2 separate regions of the Pan troglodytes genome follow, and region 2 is linked to region 1. A link is a contact called in public HiChIP or PLAC-seq data. All regions are on one chromosome and are shown on one strand. The core of a region is the stretch at or near the end of the contact, and the rest is flanking DNA. Distances in the headings are between cores, read along the strand shown. Region 1 holds the start of PHF21B (PHD finger protein 21B). Region 2 holds the start of NUP50 (nucleoporin 50).

Region 1 (6,480 bases), core at 1,270-3,769:
CCAAGTTTGGCGCTGGTGGCTGCGGCCGGCATTCCGAAGGAAACGCGATCGATGGCCGGGGGCGCGGCGCGGGCGGGGGCGGGGCGCGAGGAGGGAGGGAGGGGGCAGCGGAGGGAGGGAGGGGCGCCGCCGCCCCCGTGCCCGCCACCGCGGTGCCCCCAGCACGCCATTGGCTGCGCCGCTCAAAGTTCTCGGCTCAGGGCTGCGCGGGGAAGAGGCGGGTGTGCGAGCGCGGGGAAGGGGCGGGTGTGCGAGTGCGGGGAGGGGGCGCGGCGGGGGAGGGGCAGCGGGGGAGGGGCGGGAGCCAGGGGGCGGGGGCGCGCGGCCGGCCGGGCTCTGGCGGCGGCATCTGTTCGTGGTGCTGAAACCCCGAGCGCTGAGCTCAGCGCAACTAAGTCACAATGGACAACTTTTCCTCCCCGGAGGAGGCCCGGAGGGGGGTGGGCGGTCGCGCCTCCGACGCGTGGGAGCTTCTCAGGTGTCCCCAACTACACCTAACGCCCGGAGCCCAAAGTTGGAGCAGAACTGAGGGGTCCCGGGGGGGCGTTTCTTTTGTTCCCCGGGAGCTGGCGTCAGGTTCCAAGAATAAAAAGTGAAGCTAGGGAAGTGGAAGGTGGTGCGGGGGGGGAGGGAGCCTCGAGGAACGATTTCAAAGCGAGGTTTGCCACGGAACCCAGAAATCGCTTCCAACGAGTTTGGTGTCCAGGCCCCCACGGCCGCCCCCCTCCGCCCCCATGGCCGCCTCAGCGCAAAGCGGGGGACTCCGAGCCGGGAGAAATCGCCACGTTCCAAAAACATGTCCACCACCTCAAAATGGACGCCGGGCAGCGCGCTGCCTTTTAAGTGAGCTCCTCTCTTCGGCCCCCGCAGGGCCCGGCTCTCCCTGCCGCCTCCGAGAACCCGGCTCTTTCTTTCCAGGAAAGGGGAGGGATGGGGAACTTTGAGAACTGGAGACAGACCCCTCTGGGAGTCTGAGCGTGCGTCGCCCAGGCTGGCACTTTTTAGGGCGCCGCCAAAGTGCCCAGCCACCCTCCCGCCCCATCCCAGGGGGGGCCGCGATCCCATCGCTTACTTGTTTGTCGCTGAGCGCGGCGATCCGCGGCTGCCTTTCGTGGAGCTGCTTCTTGAGGTCGCCGTTCTGCGGAAACACGGAGGAGCGGGCTCAGGCAGGCCACCCGGGGTCAGGTGCACCCCAGCACCGCGGGCCGCGGCACCCCCCGCCCGGAGCCCCACGGGCGGGGCCGGCCGCAGCGCACCCCAAGTTTCCCGGGCCGCGTCCTGCACGCGCGGCGGCCGGGCAGTGCCGCGCGGGGCCGCTTACCTGTGGCTGCCGCCTCATCGGGGCAGCTCGCGGGGCGGGGCGGGGGCCGAGGCCACCCGGCGGCGCGCCCCGAGCCGTGCAAGTTTGCAGGCCGGGGTGCGTGTGCGAGTGAGTGTGAGTGTGTGCCGGGGGAGGGGGGAGGAACAAAGAGCCAAGTAAACACGGCGAGTCCGTGTCGAGCACAGCTCATAAATATTCAAGTCGCGTCCTAATCTCCCCAACACACACACGCGCACGCCGAGCCCCGCTCAGGCTCCGGCCGCCACGCCGCCGCTCGCCAGCAGCGATCGCCAAAACTACTTCTGCACACCGGGCAGGTTCGCCCGGGGCGCGGGGGCCCGAGGGGAGGCCGGAAGGGGGCCTATTCGCACTCCCCTCCCCGGGGCCGGCTCACGAAGGAGCCCCCTCCAGGCACCCTCCCAGTCATGCAGACCCTACATCGCTTAACAGAAGACTCCAGGCTCGGGTCCCACGCGTCCTCGATCCCGCAAACTGTGCAGGACAGCGCCAGGGGCAGGCGGAGGGGAGCCCAGAAGGGGGTCCGCGCGTGTGCTCACTCCCTCGCCCCTCGCCCCCGGGCAGGCTCCAGCCTGGAAGACCCAGAGACCGGGAAGAGAGGATGCTGGGCTCGGGTCCCCCGACCCCCTCACCCCGCAACTCACTCCCCGGCCCCGGGCCCGGCCCCCGGCACCTACCTGGTGGCGCGCGAGTTCCACGGCGAGCGCCTCGGGCCGGCTCTGCAGCTCCATCCCGGCAACTTGGGCAGCACTTTGCGCTCACTTTGGCCCGGGCTCCCGGGAAGTTGCGCGGCTCCGCGGGGGCCAGAGCCGGCGCGGGCGGACGCGGCCTCCGGGCTGGGTTGGGGGGGACACGAGCCCCCTCCCCCACGGCCGAAAGGGAAGGGGGCTGGCGAAGGGGAAGACAGGCTTCCGGGCGCCGCGGCGCCGAGCCCTCGGCTGCCCCAACTCCTCAGGCTGCCCGGCAAGTTGCGCCGGGTCCCCGGGCTGCCGGCGCGGCCCGGCGCATGGCCCCCCCAGCGCCGGGAGCCCCGCGCAGCCCCGCGCGCGCCCGCCCAGCCGCCGCCGCCGCCTCCCGCGCCAGCCTCCCGCGGGCAGGGACTATATTTCCTCCGGCGCGCGCGCCTGGATCTCGTTGGGCCTCGGCAAAGTTGTGCCTCGGCACGATGCTAATTCGGCAGTGCCCGGATGGAGCGGGCCGGGGCGGCGGGGGGCGGTGCCGGGACCCTCAGCCCGCCGCGCCCCGCCCCCGCCCCGCCCGCGCCTGCGCACTGCCGCCCCGCCGCGGCCCGGCACCCCGAGCGGAGAACAAAAGTGGCGGTGGACGGGGACGCACGCTCGCCGGCTCCGGGGACTGCTCGGGCCGGGCGCTCGGAGAGGACGACTGCGGAGTCATCCTCTCCGTCCCCAGGCCAGCCCGGGGAACGCGGCGCCCCCACCCCCTGCGCCGTGTAACGCCGGGATCAGGACACTTTCCGCTGGGAGGCTGCGAGTCCATGTTTCCACTTCTCCTCACCGTGGTCCTCCGCCTCCCTCTTCCCCCCTCCTCCGCCTCCCTCTGATATTTTATTTAAATTCTTCCGTCCCCTCCTGTCCATACCAGCGCCGCGACTTGGGGGATTAAATTAGTCGCGTCGCCACATTCCCCCGCCGCCTGATGGCCTCCGTGTTGTTTAAACAGCAAGAAAATTGATCTCTTGGCTCTTCCTTTAATGATTTTTTTTTACACGATTAAACTCTCAACAGATGTCACTGGACTTTTTAAGACTCTTGTTAAGAGTCGTAAACAGGCCCGGTCAATGCGACCTATAACAATTATAACTACAGCTGCGGAGGTCGCGTTTCAGAACCTCCAGCCGCGCAGCCAGGAGGTTAATGTCCCAGAGTCACTGTCACCACCTCGGGGCTGCCATCTTCATTCAGGTCGGAGTGCCGGGTGCCCTGTTGGCAGCAAACTGGCACATTTGAAACACGCTGGGGAGAAAGGGTGCAATCATATGTCAAAGTAAACGTTTAAGCTGTTAAGTCGTTTTAACTTCAGATTCCTCTCCGGCAGAACAAAAAATACCCAAGCAAGCACCATCAGCAAATGTCCCTTTCAACATATGCCAACAGGTCACACATTTCTTTTGTTGGCAGAAGTTATTGGAATTCCCCCTTTTCTTTCTTTTCTTTTTTTTTTTTTTTTTTCAAGTGAGGACCCCAGTGTTGTTCTGCTCTCTGTTAGGGAATTTGTAATAAATTATGTGTTTGGAACCCCCAAACACAGATGGCCCCTCATCCCACAACCCAGCACCTCGCCTTCAGAGCACGACAGAGTGAGACTTAGGATATGAGTAACTATGCAAAAAGCAGAGGGGCATGTAGATGACCCTTACTTTAACCCAAATTAGTTAACAGAAACTTGCAAACAGCGCTTTAAGACTCCATAGGAGGCCGGCCGGGGGCGGTGGCTCACACCTGTAATCCCAGTACTTTGGGAGGCCGAAGTGGGCAGATCACGAGGTCAGGAGTTCGAGACCAGCCTGCCCGACATGGTCTCGACTAAAAATACAAAAAATTAGGCATGGTGGCGCAAGCCTGTAATCCCAGCTACTCGGGAGGCTGAGGCAGGAGAGTTGCTTCAACCCAGGAGGCAGAGGTTGCAGTGAGGCGAGATTGCACCACTGCACTCCAGTCTGGGCAACAGAGCAAGACTCTGTCTCAGAAAAAAAAACCAAACAAACAGAAAAGACTCAACAGGAGGAGGCACTACCCTCTGGCCAGCATCTGCCTGAATCCGTGTGGGCCAAAGACGACCTGAATAACCTCTTGTTGATTTAATTACGTAGGTTAATATGTGGGTTACGGTAAGGATCATATACATGTCCTTCTGTTTTTTGCATAGTTACTTCCTGTGTGAGTCTCATTCTGTCGTGCAGGCTAATGTGCAGTGGTGAAATCATAGCTCACCACTGCCTCCACCTCACCTGCTCAAGCAATCCTCCCACCTCAGCCTCCCAAGCAGCTGGGACCACAGTCACACCATAAGCCAACACTGGTTAATGTGGATGCAAAACTAGCCTGTGTTTGAAGTGGTCGTGATTCCTTTGGTTTTGCCCTGAGCAGGGAGAAGCAAGGTTCCTCAAATGCAAAACAAAGAGGCTGGCTCGGGGTGCCCCAATAGGTACCCACTCCTCCCACTTCTGGGTTTAGCCCGGGTCAGGGTGGTGGCCTCCCTCCTTAGTGCTTTTGCTGGGCTGAACACCAGCCCTGGAAAGTGGACTGCCCTGGAGACCCATGCTTGGAGAGCCAGAGAGAAAGTGTGCAGAAAGAGGATTCCTACTGTAATCTCTGTAAATGCCACTGGCTTCTTGGTAAAAATTCAGAGTAATTTTATCAGCCACGTAGGGTAATTAAATCAACAGAGGATATTCAGGTCATCTTCGGCCCACACAGTCTCAGGCTGATGCTGGCCAGAGGATAGTGGCTCCGACTGTGGAATCTTAAAGCACTGTTTAAGTGCATGGTGTAGCAAAAGATCCGACGGAGACAGCAGAGACACAGGGCCCCTGTGTTAAACACAGAGAGAGAAAAATGACTGACAGGCAAAGGAAGGGTTAATTCTGAGAGGGGCTTGTCAAGAAGTAACTTGAGCAGAGCCTTGAGAGCGTAGTAATACTCTTTGTTCTGAGTTTTACCATCCACAGAGCACTCTTCATACCTGTTGTCTCCTGCCCTCGCTGAGTTCCGGGGGTAGGTCTGGTATCCCTATTTTACAGGTTAGAGGACTGAGGCTCAGGGCATTAGGTTACTTACAAGCCCTGTTGCCTGGAATTGGACCCACAGACTCAGGCAACAGAGACCTGGATAGATGTGTAGCCTCTTCCCCGTCAGGGCTGGGAGATCTGGGCCAGTGGCTGAGGATGGATTTGCTTCCAGAGAAGAGCAGGCATAAGCTATGGGCCTGGGGTGGGCTGCAGGAGGGATCTCAGGGGGCCTACAGTGCTCACTGGAGGAGAAAAACAGGACAGAAAAGATGGCAGGACCAGACCCCAAGGTCCTACAACACCATGCTGGGGTTTTAAATGTGTTATGTGGACAAGGGGACCTGCCCAAGGTTTTCACACAGGGGTATGAGACATGACCAGGCCTCTGCTCAGAGATGACCTGGTGGTAATGTGAAGGATATGGTGGAAACTGGATGTGGGGGCCAGTCAGGAGATGGGGGCCATGGTCAGTGAGAGAGGCACCTCTCTTGAGATTGGGGAGGGGGAGAAAAGGAGGAGGCCAGTGCAGATTTCTGGAGCCACCAAGGCCCCAGTACAGAGGAAGTGGGAGGGGGTTTGAACCTGTGGCGTGTGGTTCACCCACATGAGCGACTTCTCTGTTGGGGACACAAGTTTTCCTTTAGTGTTACTGCTGCAGGGACCACTTACCGAGAGCCTTCCCTTTCCCCTCTGTAGTAGGCATTCTTCATGCCTTTTGATCCTATGGAGGTGGGTATATTTATCCCCACTTTACAGATAAGAAAACTGAGGCTCAAAGTGGTTCAGTAACTTTCCCAAGCTGCACAGCTATAAATGGGGTACACACCCATATCAGGGTCATAGGACAGCCCTGTCTATGCCTCTTGTCTGAGTAATATTGAATAGCGCCCCTTTCACTTTTTTTTTTTTTTTTGAGATAGAGTTTCATTCTTGTTGCCCGGGCTGGAGTGCCATGGCACAGTCTCAGCTCACTGCAACCTCCGCTTCCCAGGTTCAAGCGATTCTCCTGCCTCAGCCTCCCAAGTAGCTGGGATTACAGGCACCCGCCACCACGCCCAGCTAATTTTTATATTTTTAGTAAAGACGGAGTTTTATCATGTTGACCAGGCTGGTCTCAAACTCCTGACCTCAGGTGATCTGCCCACCTCAGCCTCCCAAAGAGCTGGGATTAAAGGCGTGAGCCACCATGCGTGGCCCCACTTACACTCTTAAATGGGTCCCAGCGGCCGGGCGCGGTGGCTCACGCCTGTAATCCCAGTACTTTGGGAGGCCGAAGCAGGTGGATCACGAGGTCAGGAGATCGATACCATCCTGGCTAACACGGTGAAACCCTGTCTCTACTAAAAATACAAAAAATTAGCCAGGCATGGTGGCAGGCACCTGTAGTCCCAGC
Region 2 (6,480 bases), core at 2,400-4,899, 140 kb after region 1:
CCCGGGTTCACGCCATTCTCCTGCCTCAGCCTCCTGAGTAGCTGGGACTACAGGCACCCCCTACCACGCCCGGCTAATTTTTTGTATTTTTAGTAGAGATAGGGTTTCACCATGTTGGCCAGGATGGTCTCGATCTCTTGACCTTGTGATCCACCCGCCTCAGCCTCCCAAAGTGCTGGGATTACAGGCGTGAGCCACCACGCCCGGCCAAACTGCACCATTTTCTAAGCCCCCCGCCATTTCGCAGACACTGGTCAAAGTGAAACATTCCACGGGGGTTCAGGCCGTGAGAAATTTCCTGCCCAACTTTCTTACCAAACCCTGTTGGGTAAAGGCCCAATTGAAGGAACATCCCTATCAAACCTTGCTCAGCAAAGGTGCAAGGAACATCACTGTCACATTCTGAGGAAACAAGGGCCAAACTGCCTGATCATAGAACGTTTTATGGATAGATATACTGGTAAGTATATTCACATGGCAAGCCATACTGCCCATTCCCCTCCTGCCCTATAAGTACCCCAGCCTGTAAGCAGCAGTGGGCTCTGGCATTAAGCTGATCCCCCATCTCTGTAGGTTTTTGCCATATACCTGTGTTGCTGTTGAGCTGCCCTTTGTTGTTGTTGTTTTTTTTTTTTTGAGACGCAGTCTCACTGTATTACCCAGCCTGGAGTGCAATGGCGTGATTTTGGCTCGCTGCAACCTCCGCCTCGCGGGTTCAAGTGATTCTCCTGCTTCAGCCTCCCAAGTAGCTGAGATTACAGGCATGTGCCACCACGCCCCGCTAATTTTTGTATTTTTAGTAGAGATGAGGTTTCACCATGTTGGTCGGGCTGGTCTCGCACTCCCGACCTCAGGTGATGCACCCGCCTCGGCCTCCCAAAGTGCTGAGATTACAGGCGTGAGCCACAGCACCCGACCTGTGTGTCATTCTTTAACTCTCGTCTTCCCTTCAAAACCTAACAATATCTTAAGATCAAAAGCATTCTTCATTTAGGTTTCGCTTTAAAGATAATATAGATCTTTGCCACAGTCAGTAAACAAAGATGAACGATCCTTGTGTCAGGCCTCTGAGCCCAAGCCAAGCCATTGCATCCCCTGTGACTTGCACGTATACGCCCAGATGGCCTGAAGTAACTGAAGAATCACAAAAGAAGTGAAAAGGCCCTGCCCCACCTTAACTGATGACATTCCACCATCGTGATTTGTTCCTGCCCAACCTTAACTAAGTGATTAACCCTGTGAATTTCCTTCTCCTGGCTCAGAAGCTCCCCCACTGAGCACCTTGTGACCCCCCACCCCGGCCCACCAGAGAACAACCCCCTTTGACTGTAATTTTCCATTACCTTCCCAAATCCTATAAAACGGCCCCACCCCTATCTCCCTTCGCTGACTGTCTTTTCGGACTCAGCCCGCCTGCACCCAGGTGAAATAAACAGCCATGTTGCTCACACAAAGCCTGTTTGGTGGTCTCTTCACACGGACGCGCATGAAACCTTGGTCGTGGGCCCTCGTGGTAGAGCCCATGTCCCCCAAGATTTTTTTGGCTGTTACCTTAGATTTGAACAAGCACTGTACCTAAGGCGGGCGCCTTCCTCCTCCCGCTTTTAGGAATGCCCTGCTCTGCCATTCTTTTGCTTTCTCACTTCTCTAATACACTTGCTTTCACTTTAGTCCGTGGACTCGCCCCGAATTCTTTCCTGCGCGACATCCAAGAAGCCTCTCGCTGGGTCTGAGTGGAGACCTCTTTCCGGTAATAAACGGACTAGGGAGATTCGACTTTGAAGGTGAAAACAGAAACCACCATCCAGTTTATAAGAAGGCGCTCGAGGCCGGGAACGGTGGCTCAGGCCTGTAATCCCAGCACTTTGGGAGGCTGAGGTGGTGGGGGGGAGGGAATCACCTGAGGTCACGAGTTCGAGACCAGCCTGACCAATATGGTGAAAACCCGTCTCTACTGAAAATATAAACATTAGCCGGGCGTGGTGGCGCACGACTGTAATCCCAACTACTCGGGAGGCTGAGGCAGGAGAATCGCTTGAATCCGGGAGGCAGAGGTTGCAGTAGGCCAAGATCGTGCCACTTCACTCCAGCCTGGGCGAACAAGTTAAACTCTCCATCTCAAAAAAAAAAAAAAAAAAAAAAAGGCGGCACTGGAAACAGCTGGGAGTGACAGGGCCAGGGATGAGGGATCGCAAGCTGCTGGTGAGAAAGGAGCTCAGAGGCTGCCTGGCCTACGGGCCAGGAGACCTCAGCGCAGAAAACGCAGGACTCGTTCCCCTGCTCTACAGCTGAGTGCCCAGGACGGATCTCACTGGCTGAAAAACACAGAAGAGAAGGCACCCAACGCAAAATCAAATGTCAGCGAACGAGGGGTCCTTTAACAGGCGGCCCACACGGCCCCTCCTGGGGCCGAGACCCAGCCCCTCCGGGCCACCCCGGCCAGGTACGGCCAGCAGGGTCACCTGCGCGCGTCCCCCGGGACGGGGCCTCCTGATGTGAAGCGACCCCAGTGGCACCTCACACGATTCCCGAGGGTTGCGGGCGGCCTCTCCTCAGCCCTGCAGCTCCCACACGCGGACACCGCGGGCCTCGGCCATGTCCCCTGACCGACCTTCCTCGCCGGAACTCCTCGCGCATCGCCGACCCCTCAGCGGTGACTAGCGCGCGAACATCCTGGAAGACGCGTTGCCGGCCCCACGTGAGCCGACGCCCCAAACCGCGGCTGCTGGCGCCGGCTACGAGATTAAGGTCGGCGCGTGCGCGCTTGCGCGAGACCGGCATTCTCAGCCCCGCGCCGGTTTCCAGGGAGCTGGGCGCATGCGCCGCGTAAGGGGCCCGGCCGGCGGAAGGAGGTGCTACTGCCGGAAGCGCCAGCGCGCTTGCGCAGTAGCTGAACGCGGGCGTTTCTTTCCTCTCTCTTTTTCGAATTGGTTTTGGGGGTAGATTCGAGTTACAAAATGGCCGCCCGGAGCGTGTTCGGCGCGGTTCCCCCAGCGGTCTCTGGCTGAACCGGCGCTCTCGCCTCCCTGCCGAACACAGCGTGAGGATCCCCCCCAGGGACATGGTGTTTGAGTCTCTGGGCTTGCCGAGCACCAACTCCTCTGAGTTCCGCAGCGCAGCACCGGAAGCGGCCGAGCGCGCTCAGCCCAGCGACCCCTGCGGGCTCCAGACCCCTGCGCCGCTGCGCCCCGGGTTTCGCCGCACCCAAGACCCAGCGAGTGCAGCGGCGGCCGCCGAGGAGGTGAGGGGCGGCGGCGGGCGCGGGAGGGGAAGGGGCTGAGGGCGGGAGCCTGGTGCTGAGAGCCCAGGGCCGGGAGGGCGGGAGCGGGCTCGGGCCTGGGAGGGGAGTGCGAGTGCAGGGCTGGGGACTGGACCCTGGGGAGGGGGGTGCGGGTTCAGCGCCGGGGGACGGGCCCCTGGGGAGGCGTGCGGGGCTGGGGGACCAGACCCTGGGGAGGGGCTTACGGGGCTGGAGGACGGGACCCTGGGAAGTGGGGTACAGGGTTAGAGGTCGGGACTCTAGGGAGGGAGCCTGGGTCGGGCGCGCGGGCCGGGCGGGGCATGCGGGTGGGGAGCGACGGGTGGAGGGTGGGGTGGGATGACAGCGGCGACGCAGCCCCGGCTGTTTGTGAAGCGGGGCCCGGGCCTCACCGGGCTGCGGCGTCCGACTCGAGTGAGACTCTCCCCTGCGGCCCCGCCGGAGGTAGGGGGCTGGCAGGGCTGTCCTGGCGTGGTCTTCTCCGTTTCCTTCCTAGCGATTCCTCTCGAGCCTCCTCTCCCCCTGGCCGCCCCTGGTCTCTCTTCTCTTGGGCGCATTACCTTTCTGGCCTAGCTTCACTTTCTTACTGCGTTCCCGGGTCATTCATCACCCATTTGCTCGGTTCCATTAAGAACCAGCTTGGAGATGAGGTATTTCTGTCTCCTTAGTTGGCCCCCTTGTTGTTTTCCTCCAACAAGGCACTTCACTATTAAGTGTAGCCAAATCTGTGTTTTCGTTTTAAGCTGATGTTGACAAGTTGAGCTTTCCAAGGGCAGAGCTACACCAGATGCCAGAGACCACATAACTATATCAGGCACAAATAATGTTTTTTTCCAGTTTACCTAGACTTTCAGTCTCCTACCACGTTGCTTCATACCTAGAAATGATGTCTGATTTGGTTTTTTACCCACAAACGCAAACGTTTTTTAAATTCCCTTTTGTTGATTGTTTGATTGAGACTGGTCTTGCTTTGTCACCAGGCCTCAGTGTAGTGGTAGCTCACTGTGTAGCCTGAAGCTCCTGGGCTCAAGTGATTCTCCTGCCTCAGCTTTCCAAGTAGCTGGGACCACAGGCGTGCGCCACTACGCTCGGCTAATTTTTTATTTCTATTCATCTAATCTATGTCCATCTTTATTTTCGTAGAGACCAAGTTGGTTTCCAACTCCTGGCTTCAAGAGATCCTTCCGCCTCCCTTAAGTTCTTCATAACAGTAGCTAGACATAAGACTCCAGGTGCCAGGCCTTGTTCTGAATATTTTACAGAGGGTTTTTTCCCCCCCACTTGTAGCGTAAAAGCAAAATGTATTGTCTGAAGTGTCATGCTTTGAAATAAAATAGGGATTTGGTAAAATATTTGTAAAAATCTGGTTTGTAATCCAAGTTATTCTTCTTCCATGCTACAACTTTTATGTTTTGGAGGGAAAATGATAGTTTATAGCCTTTGCTTCTAATAAAACTTGTTTCTTTAATAATTTATTAAGCCCTTCCTCTGCTCCAGGTACTGTTCTAAGCCAGTCTTTGTTTATCTTAACTTTCTTAATACTTCCTGTTCCACAGATGAAGAAACTGAGGCACAAAAATTAAATATAACTTGCCCAAGTTTTCACAGCTAGAAAATGGCAAAACTGGGATGCCAGCATCTTTTAGTATTTTTTGAAATACTTATGCTCACTGGGGAAATACTTCCCCAGCTCACTGATCTAATGACAGACAGGACACCTGCTGTTTGAGCTGGGCACTGTTTGGGCATTTGGAGTATATCTGTAAACAAAACAAAGATCCCTGCGTTTTGGTTATATACTGATTTGGTGAGTATGTTAGAACGTGGAAGCCCCTACATTTATTTAGACTATTTTACTGCGTCACCTGTCTCTTCATTGTGGGTATGAGTTAGAAGTTACAATTTTACTATTACAGTTTTTGTGCATTCAGCTCCATCCCTTTTTTCTCCACAGCTAATTTTTTTTTCTTTTTCTTTTCTTTTTTTCTTTTTTTTTTTTTTTTTTGAGACGGAGTCTTGCTCTGTCACATAGGCTGGAGTGCATTGGCGCGATCTCAGCTCACTGCAACCTCCGCCTCCTGGGTTCAAGAGATTCTCCTGCCTCAGCCTCCGGAGTAGCTGGGATTGCAGGTGCCACCACCACGCCCAGCTAATTTTTTTATTTTTAGTAGAGACGGGGTTTCACCATCTTGGCCAGGCTGGTCTCAAACTCCTGACCTCAAGTGATCTGCCCACCTTGGCCTCCCAAAGTGCTGGGATTACAGGCGTGAGGCACTTCGCCGGCCCCACAGTTAATCTTAAATAGCAAACGTGACCGTTGGTGACTTCTTACTTCTCCAACCCTCTGGTGGAGACATTAGTTAATGAGTAGGGAAATTGCCAAAAAGAATCCGTACAGAGACCTGGTTTCTGCACAGTAAAGAATTATGTCTATTCCTATATTTGTTTTTGTTTGTATGACAAAGATTAATGGCAAAACTTAACCAAGTGTTTTTGGGTGGACATTAAAAAGAGAGGGTTCCCAGCAAATGGAAAGTATATTTATTTCTCATCCTTTATATTTTAGAATCTTGGACTTTAATATCATTTGTAATCAGAAAAATAGCATAAACTTACAAAATTTAAAAATCACTAAAATGTATTAAAAGCTGACAGCCCGTATGTAATTACTCCACTGGCCATCAAATTGTAGAGGCCTTTGGAATACCAGCATTTGCATTTTACTTTTAGATACTAAAGAGTGATATGTCACCTCATATCTTAGCGACCACTTTGTGGGGTTTTAATACACTCTGTATTACACAATACACCAGAATAAGGAAGCTTACTCTGGTGTATTGTGGTGTTGAGGGCAAACAAGAGTGGGGAGAGTATCACGAAGGAGTTCAGGCAGGTTTAACAAGACCTGGCAGGTCCCCAAAACTAATCAGTAAGTTTTTGGGCGAGGTGGGTAGCAGGGGAAATGGAAAGGTTTTTTGTCCAGCTGGAGAGTTAGTGAAGAAGGCAGCACAACGCTCATAGCGGAGCTCTGGGTTGTGGGTTTTTTATTTTGTTGTTATGATATTAAGATCAGAAAACAAATCGTAAATTTTAAGGGATGGACAGGAGCACCCTCTTTGGTTAGGCGCCGGAATCCACTGCAGAGTTCACGCTGTTCCCCAACTCCTGCCCCTTCCACTAATGCCATGGTATTGAAGAGTTAAGCCAATGATTTATTTTTG

What was found. HiChIP or PLAC-seq counts read pairs in DNA pulled down with a chosen protein or histone mark.
Region 2: a contact with region 1 is called in an H3K4me3 HiChIP or PLAC-seq map of stem cell-derived excitatory neurons, with 4 times the contacts expected there. The contact joins the promoter of NUP50 here to the promoter of PHF21B in region 1. A contact is called at or near these places in 1 of 7 Hi-C or Micro-C datasets (stem cell-derived neural progenitor cells) and 1 of 1 datasets of contacts at active chromatin or transcription factors (stem cell-derived excitatory neurons).

What each region holds. Positions count from the first base shown.
Region 1 is chr23:47,010,302-47,016,781 of NHGRI_mPanTro3-v2.0_pri, forward strand. It overlaps PHF21B (PHD finger protein 21B), which reads right to left and starts at 2,520. Exons shown (of 13, transcript XM_016939371.4): 1 at 2,017-2,520; 2 at 1,073-1,138. The coding sequence starts at 2,070.
Region 2 is chr23:47,152,410-47,158,889 of NHGRI_mPanTro3-v2.0_pri, forward strand. NUP50 (nucleoporin 50) reads left to right here and starts at 3,650. Exons shown (of 8, transcript NM_001280258.1): 1 at 3,650-3,703.